Regions from separate parts of the Acanthopagrus latus genome. Here region 2 is linked to region 1. Evidence: chromatin contacts called from public Hi-C data. All regions are on one chromosome and are shown on one strand. The core of a region is the stretch at or near the end of the contact, and the rest is flanking DNA. Distances in the headings are between cores, read along the strand shown. Region 1 holds the start of LOC119007391 (diacylglycerol kinase theta). Region 2 holds the start of ltc4s (leukotriene C4 synthase).

The links. A called contact is a pair of places that touch in the nucleus more often than the background predicts.
Region 2: a Hi-C map of muscle shows a contact between it and region 1, with 6 times the contacts expected there. The contact joins the promoter of ltc4s here to the promoter of LOC119007391 in region 1. A contact is called at or near these places in 2 of 4 Hi-C or Micro-C datasets (liver and muscle).

The regions. Positions count from the first base shown.
Region 1 is chr18:1,764,297-1,770,328 of fAcaLat1.1, forward strand. It overlaps LOC119007391 (diacylglycerol kinase theta), which reads right to left and starts at 3,145. Exons shown (of 24, transcript XR_005071119.1): 1 at 648-3,145.
Region 2 is chr18:1,950,551-1,956,582 of fAcaLat1.1, forward strand. ltc4s (leukotriene C4 synthase) reads left to right here and starts at 3,574. Exons shown (of 5, transcript XM_037077998.1): 1 at 3,574-4,595; 2 at 5,097-5,196. The coding sequence starts at 4,532. maml1 (mastermind-like protein 1) reads left to right here. Exons shown (of 6, transcript XM_037076858.1): 6 at 1-1,611. It overlaps LOC119007989 (a long non-coding RNA gene), which reads right to left. Exons shown (of 4, transcript XR_005071298.1): 4 at 5,443-6,009.

The DNA.
Region 1 (6,032 bases), core at 1,895-4,394:
ACAAACACACCGCCTGTTGCCATGCCAACCAGAGGAAGTAAATCACGACTTCACTCCAGCTCCAACTGCGCCACAGACACTTCACACACGAGTGTGTTACTGGGCAGAGTGGGGGAGAGAGAGAGAGAGAGTATGTGTGTGCGTTCTTGGATTTGCTGTTCAGTTTGCCTTTTGAATTCATGATTAAGTCATTGCTTCGGGAGAAGGAAGTGAAAGGAAAGGAAAGAAAAGGGAAAGGAATGGAAAGTTGGATTGGGAGATACAAGGAAAGAAAGAGAAAGAGGAGCAATAGTAGCCTAAGAAAGGGGAAGGAAAGAAGACCAAGGGGAAATGAAGTGAAATGAAAGAGAAGACAGAGAGTCAAAGGACAGGTGGTGATGTGTGGGGGGTCGGTCCTGTCTGTTGGCTGCAGGTCTCAGACTGACTCTGGTCCACTGAACCAGAACCAGCTGTGTCATTACAGAGATTCACAGAGTCCTCCACAGTCCACAGAGCTGCACCATGAGAGAGGGAGGAGAGCCCAGACACACCTGGCTCAGGTCACCAGCTCCCGCTGATGCACTTAAATGGAACCGGAGCTCCAGTTTTTACAATAAATGGCTGATGGTCGATATTAAATAGTACACGTGCTGCTCTGCGTGTCTTACCTTCACACAAGAAGCCCACTAGCCCCCAGATGAAGTCGCTGCAGCTGTGGCAGAAGGTGGGTTTGGTCAGGGTCACTTTCCTGAGGCAGTGTCCCTGTGCGGAGCTCTGGTACTTGGGCCGGAGACCAGGGGACTGCTGCGCCCTCTTCTTCACCGTCAGGGGGCTCGATGTCCGGCCGTCCGCAGCGTCGGGGTCCGCCGGTCTGCCCCGGCCGGAGTCGGCCATGTCCTCCTACCCGACCACACACACACGCACACACACACACCGACAGAACACGGTGCGACAGGTTTAACCTCTAGCGCAGAGAAGTCCGGATCCCTCCTAAAGATTCCCACTGAAGAGGCATCCCATCGGGCCGAACTCAGTGGCTCCGCCCGACGAACAGGCGCCGAGCTCGGTGTGAGTGCTGGAGCTGCCCCCGCTTCAGAAGCTAATTATCCAGGTCCAGAAGTACAGAACAGGCTGCCAGGTCACGAGTTTCTGATCCAAATGAGATTAGTTTTCTGGTAAATGTGACGTCGGTAACCGCCGGTGGAGAGTCATCCCATCGGCCGGACCCAGCGGTGCCACACAGCGGTGCTGCCCGGCAGAGAGGGCGCTGGGGCCGGCGCGTCTCCTGAACCTTGCCGCCTCACAAGATAAAAATCAAACTCCTGAAATATTGATGCATCCACCTTCCTCTAACAAAGAGTAGGTTTCCCGGCGAGGCAGCTCGGTATCCAAGCCTCTCGACGTCGTCCTCTCACGGAGAGACCGTCCACCACGCCGAGATCAGAGCTCCTCCGCCAGAGACAGCGGTGCCACCCAGCGGCGCCGCGCGAGGGAGAGGGCGCTGCGCTCCGGCGTGTTTCCGGAGCTGCACGCTCGGGAAGCTCGATGAATAAAAGATGAAATATCGAGCCGGTGAAGCTGGATGCTGAGTGTGTCCGCGGCAGCCTGATGTCAGACGGATCAATGACGATAATTTCAGTCAAATGCTTCAGTAACGATGGGCTCGTCTGTCCGCATCGAGCAGCTCCACAGCCGGTAGAAACACTCCGCAGACCGGCGGCGGGGGGACGTTGATCTCCGCGGGGCTGCTGGAGCTCAACGTTATTCAACAAGTGTGAAGTGAGCCGGAGAGGAAGCTTTCATTTTGGGTTTCTTCTTCCTCCTCCGAGGCTAATTCTTCTTCCGCGTCAGAGTCTCCAACACTGATTTACTCCTCCTCCTCCCCCCTCCTCGTCTCTTTCCTTCCTTCCTTCATTCCTTCCCTCCTCTCTCCTCCCTCCTCATCACTGTGCTGAATCTCAGTAAATGAATGTTTCATGTTCTTCTGCCCCATCAACTTCCTCCTTTCCCCCCCTTCCTTCTTCTTTGTCTTTACTCACCTCCTTCCTCGGTGTTTGTTGTTTGGATGAACTGTATTTAGATCCTGAGATGTGTTCAAACATCCGCCCTGAGCCTGGTCCTGTTTTTAAATTACTACATTGTTTCTTTATATTTTGTGTTTTCTTAAATAATAATTTATCACCTTACTCATGTCTGGAGTGTATTTATGAATAAAGCAGCTCTGTGGAGTTTATAGCAGAAATTCAAGTTTTGATATTTACAATGATAATGAGCTAATAAGTGAATAAACCCCCTGCTCTCACAGGAAAATAAGGTCGAAGCTAGAAAGGTGGCAGGGTCCACCACATATAAACACAGTAAAGCTAATTTAAGGTCAGTGTGTTGATTCAGTCTATTCAGTCATGGACATGAAGAGAGTTTGATTCTGTCTGAGGATCTTTCTCTTCTCATGAACATTTCTTCAACAAAACTACATAACGCTCCTTCAATTTATTGTGATTTGATTGAAAAAACAACAAAAACAGAACTTTGTTTTCTTTCGAAACAATTTGTCATATTACACATGTTTAGAATGAAGAGTAATTTAATAAGTTAAATGTTTCTTTGCTTGTATTTTGTTCACACGTGGAAGAAAACACAAACTGTGACAACACAACATCAATAAGCAGCATCGTGACATCAACATTTGTGTTTTTAGAAAAAAAACTGAGCTTGTCTTTTTTTAAATGTATGTTTTGGACGTGTTAAGACAATTTCAGCTTCTTATTGTCTCCGTTGTCATCGTTCTTTTGTAAAATATATAATTTACTTTTACAATCTACAATCGTATAAGCTTCAAACACAGAAAACATACAACGTAGAAAATAGATTTATAACTATACAAAATTCAACAATATGCGAAGTACATGTACAGTTTTACTTTAAGTGACGAGGAACTTGAATTTTTGTCGATTCTGGCGCCTCCTGTGGACAAAGATGACGATCGTTTGGTCCGGTGTCAGCAGACGACAGCAGCTCTAGTGAAGCCTTCATGTTAATAAAGGTGTGAATCTGGTCTCAGATCAGGTTGTGATGTGTTCTCTCCTGCAGACTGTGATCACAGCAGATGAGGAGGAAAGGAGGAGGAAAGGAGGACTTTATATCATCAGGAGGAGGAGAGGAGAACTTTATATCATCAGGAGGAGGAGAGGAGGACTTTATATCATCAGGAGGAGGAGAGGAGGACTTTATATCATCAGGAGGAGGAGAGGAGGACTTTATATCATCAGGAGGAGGAGAGGAGGACTTTCTATCATCAGGAGGAGGAGAGGAGGACTTTATATCATCAGGAGGAGGAATGAAACAATCCCCTCAAACAGATATCAATAACAAACAAAAATAATATATTCCATTTGTCCATTTCTGTCATTCATCACTGTACATTAATTTCAAAGAAACAATCATCAGAGATGAACCTGTCAAAATTATTTCTAGCAACTGCATCCCCTACTACACGTCCAGTCAGCCCCTCATTCTGACAGAACACCAGAGGTTGGTCTGGTTCTTCAGCAGGCTCAGGTGCATCATACACATCATCACAGTGAGGGACATTGTGCCTGGTAGCGATGTTGTGCAGGACAATACATGCAAGTATTATGTTGCATGCTCCCTGTGGTTCTACACGCAAGTAGTTAAGGTATGCAAAGTGTCTCTTCAGAACTCAATTTAAACACTCAAATGCACATCTTCTTTTGCAGTGAGCAGTGTTGAAGTGTGCCTGTACAGGTGTGGTTGCTGCAAGACAAGGAGTCCTCAGCCATGGTAGGAGTGGATAGGCACTATCTCCTAATATTATACCATTCGGTCCGATGGTTTAGAGCACTGGTAATCCAGATTTGGTAATCTTGAAAACTGTGTATCTGGATCAGGGTGATCCAATCCAATGTTGCTTTGAAAAACCATCATAAAAGTAAGACGGATTACCTGAGCCTGAAGAGCAAAAAATGGGATTTCCAAATCTGGATCATTTTGATCCAGATTAAAAGTTTTGAACAACTGTCCCCAGGAGGAGAGGACTGAGGTTAATGTTTGAGTGAACTGTCCCTTTAAACTCCTCGGACGTGAGAACTTGGCAACAAAGCTGTTCGTGGTGCTGACTGTGTTTGTGGCCTCAGTTGTACCGGCAGCTTGGTACCACTAGATGTCAGTGTAAGACAGTAAAACTGATTAAGGCCACAGTCACAGTCTGCAGCCTGGACTGGAAACGGCTGCTGTGCCTCTGAGCAAGGCATCATGAAGCTTCACTGTAGAACGGAGCTAAAGGAGAAGCAGTTTTAAACGTTTTTCACGATGTAACAGAATACTTTTAGAAAGCAATTTTCATGATTTTTTATTTTACATTAATTAAAGATAAGAATCTTAATATTCTTACTTAGTTCCTTCAATTCATTCAGTGATATACTCCATTGTATTAAGATACAATGAGCAAATCAAACTGTCAGATCAATTAATGTTCTCCATCTTCTCTCTTTACATGTTGCAAAATGTGTTTTATAAATATGAATGAATTTCTTTAGTCACAGCCGGCACACATCAGTCCAGTTGTGAACACTTCATTCAAACTGTGACGGGTTTTAAAACAAACATTTTGTCTCTTACAGAGCTTGCTGGTGTGTGAAGTTAAATGCCACAACCTGGAGAGCAGCTCAGTTTTTTCGTTTGAATATTGTCCACTGTGGAGCAGGCCAGGTCGACTGAAATTAATTATCAAACAGCTTTTCTATTCTCACTCTGATGGAGCATCACACAGGTCTGTGAAAAAAGAAAATGCAAATTCTAATTATTATTGTAAAATAACAGGTGTTGAAATTTTGGATCCTTTTTTATTTTCAAGTTCACATCAATCCTTTGAATAAACTAATCTCTCTAGGCTTCCATACAGATGGTGATTTTTGAAACTCCTGGCCTCTGCAGAGAAACACCTGCCTGCCAATCAGATGCTCTCTCTACTCAGTTATTGTTCTCTATCTTGACTGAACTTAGCAGCTAATTTACTGTTGTGTCATCCTGACCACCAGGCGGTGCTGCAGACTGTCACTTAACACAGCTGGATTCTCTGCTCAACTGCCAAAAATGAATTAAATTCTGACCTTTAAAGCCGTCAGCTGATCCAAACACAGTCATGACTGAAGTCGCACGAAACACAGACTGTAGAGCAGAGAGCCAGACAGGCAGCTGCAGCTACAGACAGCATTTAGGAGGTGAGTGTGGAAAGTCTTTAGCCTCTAATGTTTTTTATTAGTTTACAGTCATTGACACAACACTATAAAGAGCCACAGGAGAGGAAAACAGGTGAAAGGATGGAAATAAAGTCAATAAATGAAATCTAAAAACACCTGATGGCCTCCTGAGTGAACGCCTCTTTACCAAAACTACGAGATCGACTGAAAATCTGAAAATTCTCACATCACACAAATAACCCCGACAAACACAGTGGGATGCTGAGCTGAGATGCTGAGCTGGTTTCTATCTTCTCCCTTGATTTTATTCCCTGAGCATCATCAGACTGACTCTAGTGTCTGATGTGTTTTAAATGCATTTATTTAAATTGAACCAGAACCTCTGCTGCTAACGACCCTTATTAGTCACAATTCATCCACACACCTCCAAACAGTTAAACATCAGTATCTGGCTATCGTTAGCATGTCTGGCTAACTAGCATACCATCAACAATAATAACCTAGCATTGCATCCATGGGCAATAGATAGCATACCATAATTAATAATCATGATAACTATCTGGGAATGATCCAGAGTGATTTTGATGATGCTACACTTCAGTTTAAGCTAACGTTAGCAGCGCTGTCCTGAACATTTACTAACACTTGAACATGACAGTGTAAAAAAACCAACATCAAAAAGACTTGAACAAATGTTACAAGGAATTAGAAGCAGCATTTAGCTGCTGTTAGCATATCCAGAGGTTGGACATGTTAAAGATGAGTAAAATACCAATTAATCGATCGCTGCTCTTTGTGTAGCAACAGTTAGCTCGCTGAATCACTGACTGCTAA
Region 2 (6,032 bases), core at 2,324-4,823, 190 kb after region 1:
GATGGGTAACATTGGGCACAGTATTCTGAAACATCCTCAGATAAAAAAATCTGATTATATGTAGAGATAAAAGCCTCTGTATGAAAACCTTTATGATGGTTGATGAGCTTCTGTTGTCTCGTTGTGTACATTTTCGTATCAAATTGCAGCCTCAGAATGAAATCATCACAAAAAATAAGATCTTTATACTTTGTTTTTCCTTTTCTAAGCTGAACTGTGTCGGCAGCAACAACACAACACTAAAATTTCCAGCTGGAGTTTTGTCTCTGTTCTGTTGCATTTCAGGTCAGTTTTTTTTAAAATCCCAAGGTGTCATCATCATTCCACAGGGAACACGTCTGTTTGGTTGTCATGTGTTAATATACTGAGTTAATATATCTGTTATTTGAGTTTTTGTTCTTCAGGTGTGTAAATCTGTAACCGAGTGACTCGTCTGCAGACGCTCATAGTGTTGATTCAGTAACACACCACAGTGTTTATTGATGACTGGAGACTGAATAGACAAGTCGTATTGAGACTACTGAACCCTCAGCTCAGTGTTAAACCACTGCTGCCGCCCACAGCGCCACCTACAGACTGTCAGCTGCACCTAGTTGCGGTTTCAACAAACCTTTTACAACCCGATGTCAAATCAGTCCGAAAGAAAACATACAAAGTCACTTTAAAGGAGCATTGTGGTGTTTTTGCACGTTTTACAGTATTCATCACTGTGACGACTTCACAAACATTTAATTACCTTTAAACATCTTTCATGTTTGCCTTTATTTTTCTAGTTTCATCATAGTTTTCTGTTATGTTGGTCTGACTTAACAGCAACATGTCACTGATGAAATCAAAAGCAGATGTGACAGCAGAGCCACAGTGGATTTTCATACTGTAGGGAAATGTCAGCTGCTGGGAGGACAAATATTTAAATATCTAATACAATACATGCAACACTTTGTTTAGGGAAATGATCTGCAGTCGTGGCAAGTGATTTAAGGTCGAAGTCAAGAACTAACTATAATTTCAGTAGTGAGTCAGCTGGATGATCTGCACAATGTCTGGATCTTCCATAACATCTTTATTTAAATAAACACCAACAAGTCACTGCAGATATCGCTCTGTTCACCAGACTGAAACATCCTCCTGTTCTCTCTTTCCTTCAGACCAATCAGTCAAAACGTTTTCAGTACAAGAAGTAACTGTAGAACATGCACACTGACCAGCAAATGTTAAGATGTAAGAGTTCTCTCATTGAACTAAGACAGAGCTCCACTTCCTCCCGCTGCACTGGCACGAGGCCACAGAGTCGATGCTTCAGTCTTCGTGCTGCATCATGTCGGTCATGTATCATTAATACGTCCTGCCTGTGAACTTTAAATTCCTGACCTGTAAATGGGTCAGACTGAGCTGATCTCATAGTTTTCCTCTCCTCTGACAGCCAAGACATTGAGTAAGGGATGAAGCATTAAACTCTTCTTCTCCGCCGACAAAGTTCTCTTCAGTATTTCAAGGTTTTCGTGACATTTTTATGAGTTGACATCTTGCTGTAGATGTAATCTAAATGCAGCACAGGAACAGCAAAACACACAAGTGATAAAAATTCATAAAGTTTTAGTTTTAAAAGCAGACTGTTGCATGTGTTCATTCTGAGTTTCCAAACAAAATGGAAAACTGAATTCCCAGCTGGTAGCTCATAAATCACTTGTCATGAAACTTGATTTTCTTCAACCTGAAGAAAGCCTTCCTGGTGGAGCAGCTCCTCCAATAAACCCTGTCTCCATAGATGTTGAAGCTGACGGTGAGGGTCCTGAATTGGACATTTGCAGACATGTTGACAGGTTTAAAGTGTCAAAAAGTTTGGGTTTTGTTTCACAGACTCTCTGTTATTAGCAGATGCAGTGAGGGGGCAGAGTTGAAATCTCTAAATCTTTGACTGCAGTTTAATTCAAAGTTCTCCATCTCATGAAGATAAAACATGTTTGTAATGCAGTGTTTCAGCGCCTTAAATATTTCCCAAATTCAAAAAATCCTCGTGTTTCCTCATACGACAGCAGATGATACAGATTTAATGGAACAGTTCACCCAAACATTAACCTCAGTGCTCCTCTTCTCCTCCTGATGATATAAAGTCCTCCTCTCTTCCTCCTGATGATATAAAGTCCTCCTCTCCTCCTCCTGATGATATAAAGTCCTCCTCTCCTCCTCCTGATGATATAATGTTCTCCTCTCCTCCTCCTGATGATATAAAGTCCTCCTCTCTTCCTCCTGATGATATAAAGTCCTCCTCTCTTCCTCCTGATGATATAAAGTCCTCCTCTCTTCCTCCTGATGATATAAAGTCCTCCTCTCCTCCTCCTGATGATATAAAGTCCTCCTCTCCTCCTCCTGATGATATAAAGTCAGGTGAAGTGTCGTAGTCCACAGAACATTTCTGGAGCTTCACAGTACAACAGAATTGCAGCATTCTGCTAAACAACTGAAGTAGCTGAAGACTTGATTTAAAACAGAGAAACAACCAAAGAAACATCAGATGTCTCCATACAGCTCATCTGCTGTGATCACAGTCTGCAGGAGAGAACACATCACAACCTGATCTGAGACCAGATTTACACCTTTATTAAGATGAAGGCTTCACTAGAGCTGCTGAGCTAACAGAGTTAGCATGCACTTTGTCTGAAGTGGGTGAACTGTTCCTTTAAATGCCATCGTGTCCTATCAGACGATGATTTTTAAACACTGAAGTTTAAAGTTCTCAACATGTTCATCTTTAAAGTCCTCGTCTGCTCTGTTTACCTGTAACTCACCTGTGTGACTGATGACAGTCTGCAGTATAAAAAGCGGATCTGTGACCCGATGGTCCTCTTTAAAGGTGGACCTGTGACCCGGTAGTCCTGTTCTAAGGCAGATCTGTGGCCCGGTCGTTCTATCTACTGTACTGTTTGTTGTGTATTTTATTTGTTATGTAACTTCGGGGCTGGTTCTGGTTCTCTCCTGACGGATCTTCAGTCTGCGGCTTGGCCTCTTGGGGTCTTCTGGGTTAAACTGTTGTAAATGTCTATAAATATATTTTTTGTATGTATGCCTTTCCTATGGATCTGGAGAAGATAGATGTTATTTTTATATATTGCAGCGGATTTTTTGTAAGTATTTTATACTTTTGATATGGTTCTCTGTAAAACAAGAGTATTATGTAAATATAGTTCTTTAGAAACAAATTTGTTGTCGGTGTGTGTCTGTTGTGTGTGTTTTCCTCTGACATGATGATGAGATTAAACTGATGGGAAAAGAGCAGAGAAAATGTTTTATGCAGCAAATTCAGTAAATGTATTGAGTGTTTCTTGTTCAGGCCAAAACTTAATATCTAAATTAAACACGAGAGGGGAATTGTTCGATAACGCTTCTCATTAAAGTCCTTGTAGCAAATGGTAATAAAATCACTAAACTGTTTATTAGACTTACACTTTGTACATTAACTGTAACACATTAATTTACACTTAAAAGCTTTGATATAAGATTAATGACTTTAATTCTTAAAGTTCATAACGACATTGAAACTAAATTGAGTTTAACTTATTGTTATTGTTAAACCTCTACTAAGCTTTTTATTGTTGCTTTATTAAGTATAATGTATTAAATATAAATACGTAATGTATTGTGTATTTATTAGCTGTAGATGATGCACCAATTAAATGTAACTGCTGTTTTACAATGGATAATTAAGGGGTTTTATATAGACTTTACGCGCTCAATTCAAGGCCCTTTAATATAAAGTGAATTTTATGAAATCATTGCTTCTTTCTTGTGAATTGTAGATACTTTAACATCTTAACGAGGCACGGTTTTACTACTCGTTAACATATGTATCATTTCCAAAGACCTATCTGTAGATTTTGAGTCTAATTATGTGGAATCAGAACTATCCTTAAAAGAATTCTAGGACTTGAAGAATAAATTAATCAATAACATTCATGAACTGTAAAAGACTCAAAGGAATTAATTTACTTCAAACATCAACTTTTTAAGAATTGTTCATTGAATTTAAATCTTCCATCTAATTATTTTACATAAGTTCGCCGTAAAGATTAAGTAAAGCAACGTTTTTCTATCATGTTGTGAATAAATTAAATAATCAATTTATGTGCCATTTATTATAGGAGAAAGAATAACCAGACTGAATTGCATCACTTTCATGTATAATACTTGAATCAGATATTAATGTTAGATAAAAATGTGACAACTGAATTAAAAAAGTTAATGTATAAGTCTGCATCAAATTAATTTAATTTAAATGTGGAGCTTTACGTTGCGTAAGATTTACATGTAGTGAAAGTCGCCGTGTTAGCTCATCTATGTTGTGAGTACTGAAAGTACGATCCTGGAACGTCCAGCTGTAGGAGACGACTGGTTACTCATTAACCTGGTTACCTGTGAGTGTGTTTTGGCCCCGCCCCATGCAGGCGTGCTCTCTCCCTCTTTGTGTGTATGTGTTACCTGTCAGTATTTCCTGACAGTGTGTCAGTGCTCAGGTGCGTTTTAGTCTCACCTGATGACGATGATGGAGGAGACGGTCGTCCTCGCCGCTGTGACCGTGCTTGGCGTCCTGGAGCAAGGTAAGAAAGGGGCATGCTGGGAAATATGAGAGGAGTCTGAGCGAATTAGATGAAAAATGACTCAAGTCTGGTTGGATCCTCTGTAGAGTTTATATAGATGACCTGAAAATAATTGTGAGACCAGATGAATTCGTCTTTAGATGTTTTAAATGTATTTTAATGTTTTCACTCATTGGTTTGTACTTTTAGTTATTTTACTGTTTAATCTTGTTAACTTCACATAATAATAAGCCTGTCTGCCTCCACGCTCATGTTGTGTTATTTACACTGAGTTCTTTTTATGAATCATCTTTGCATTTGCTTCTAACACAGTGTGAACTTTGATTGGTGTTACACTTCTATTCATATTTAGAAAGTAACCATGCTGACATGGTTACGTGTGAGTGTGAGAGGTATCGCAGGTCCTTCCTGCTGCTCTCAGACTCTACAGCCGGCTCTGCTCCTGTGTGTGCAACCATACACAGCTCATTTCTGATTGTGTGTGTGTGTGTGTGTGCGCAGCCTATTTCTCTCTGCAGGTGATCTACGCCCGGAGGAAGTACTCGGTGTCTCCACCTGCCACATCTGGATCACCGGAGTTTGAGAGAGTCTTCAGAGCTCAGTCAGTTTAATCAGAGTGATTTTTTCTCTTCAAGTGCTCAAAAGAATAACAAGTCTAAACTAGAGCTGCAAATAATGACATTTTTTCAGTATTTATTTCAAGTTCTGTCCAAGACTCTATTATGATATAAAAAAGCTTTAAAAAGAACTAAAGAACCAACTCCCATTTTAAAGTTCCTGCAGTCTCGTTTGATAGATTCTATTTAAAAACAACAACAAAATGATTAAAATAACATGAAAATGAATAATTTGTTCATGAGGTTTATTTAGTGCCTCACTTGATGTCAACGGCTGGAATTTTGTGGAAGCCTGTGAGAGACTTTATTAAGATGATACAAAGATAAACTTGAAAATTAAAATCTAATTCAGCAAAAGCATTATGATTGTCCACGTGTATTTGAGAAAAAAGATAAAATGCAATAACCCAATAAGCATTTTCATTTTCACACTTGAATCAGCGTTCTGTGGCGATATTAAAATGAAAATGGAAAAGATGTTTCATTTTCAGAGTGAACATGCTGTGTGTGGTGGACAGTATTCAAATGACATAAACAAAGCAGCGTCCTCATTACTGCATCTGCTTTTCCATAATAAGACATCATTTGAATGCAGTGTAAACAATGAGGCTAATTTTCCTTTGAGAAGACATTGTTTGAGTTGCAGTAAAAATGAAAATGCAGAGTGAAATAAGAGTGAAAATAGCTTTGCGCATTTCATTTTCAGAGACTCGACCAGCTCACAGTGGACGATGTTCAAATGAAATAAGCAACACAGCTCTCTGCCGGTCTTTACATTTATGTGTCAGCGCACTTTTCTAAAGAAATAAAAAATAAAAAG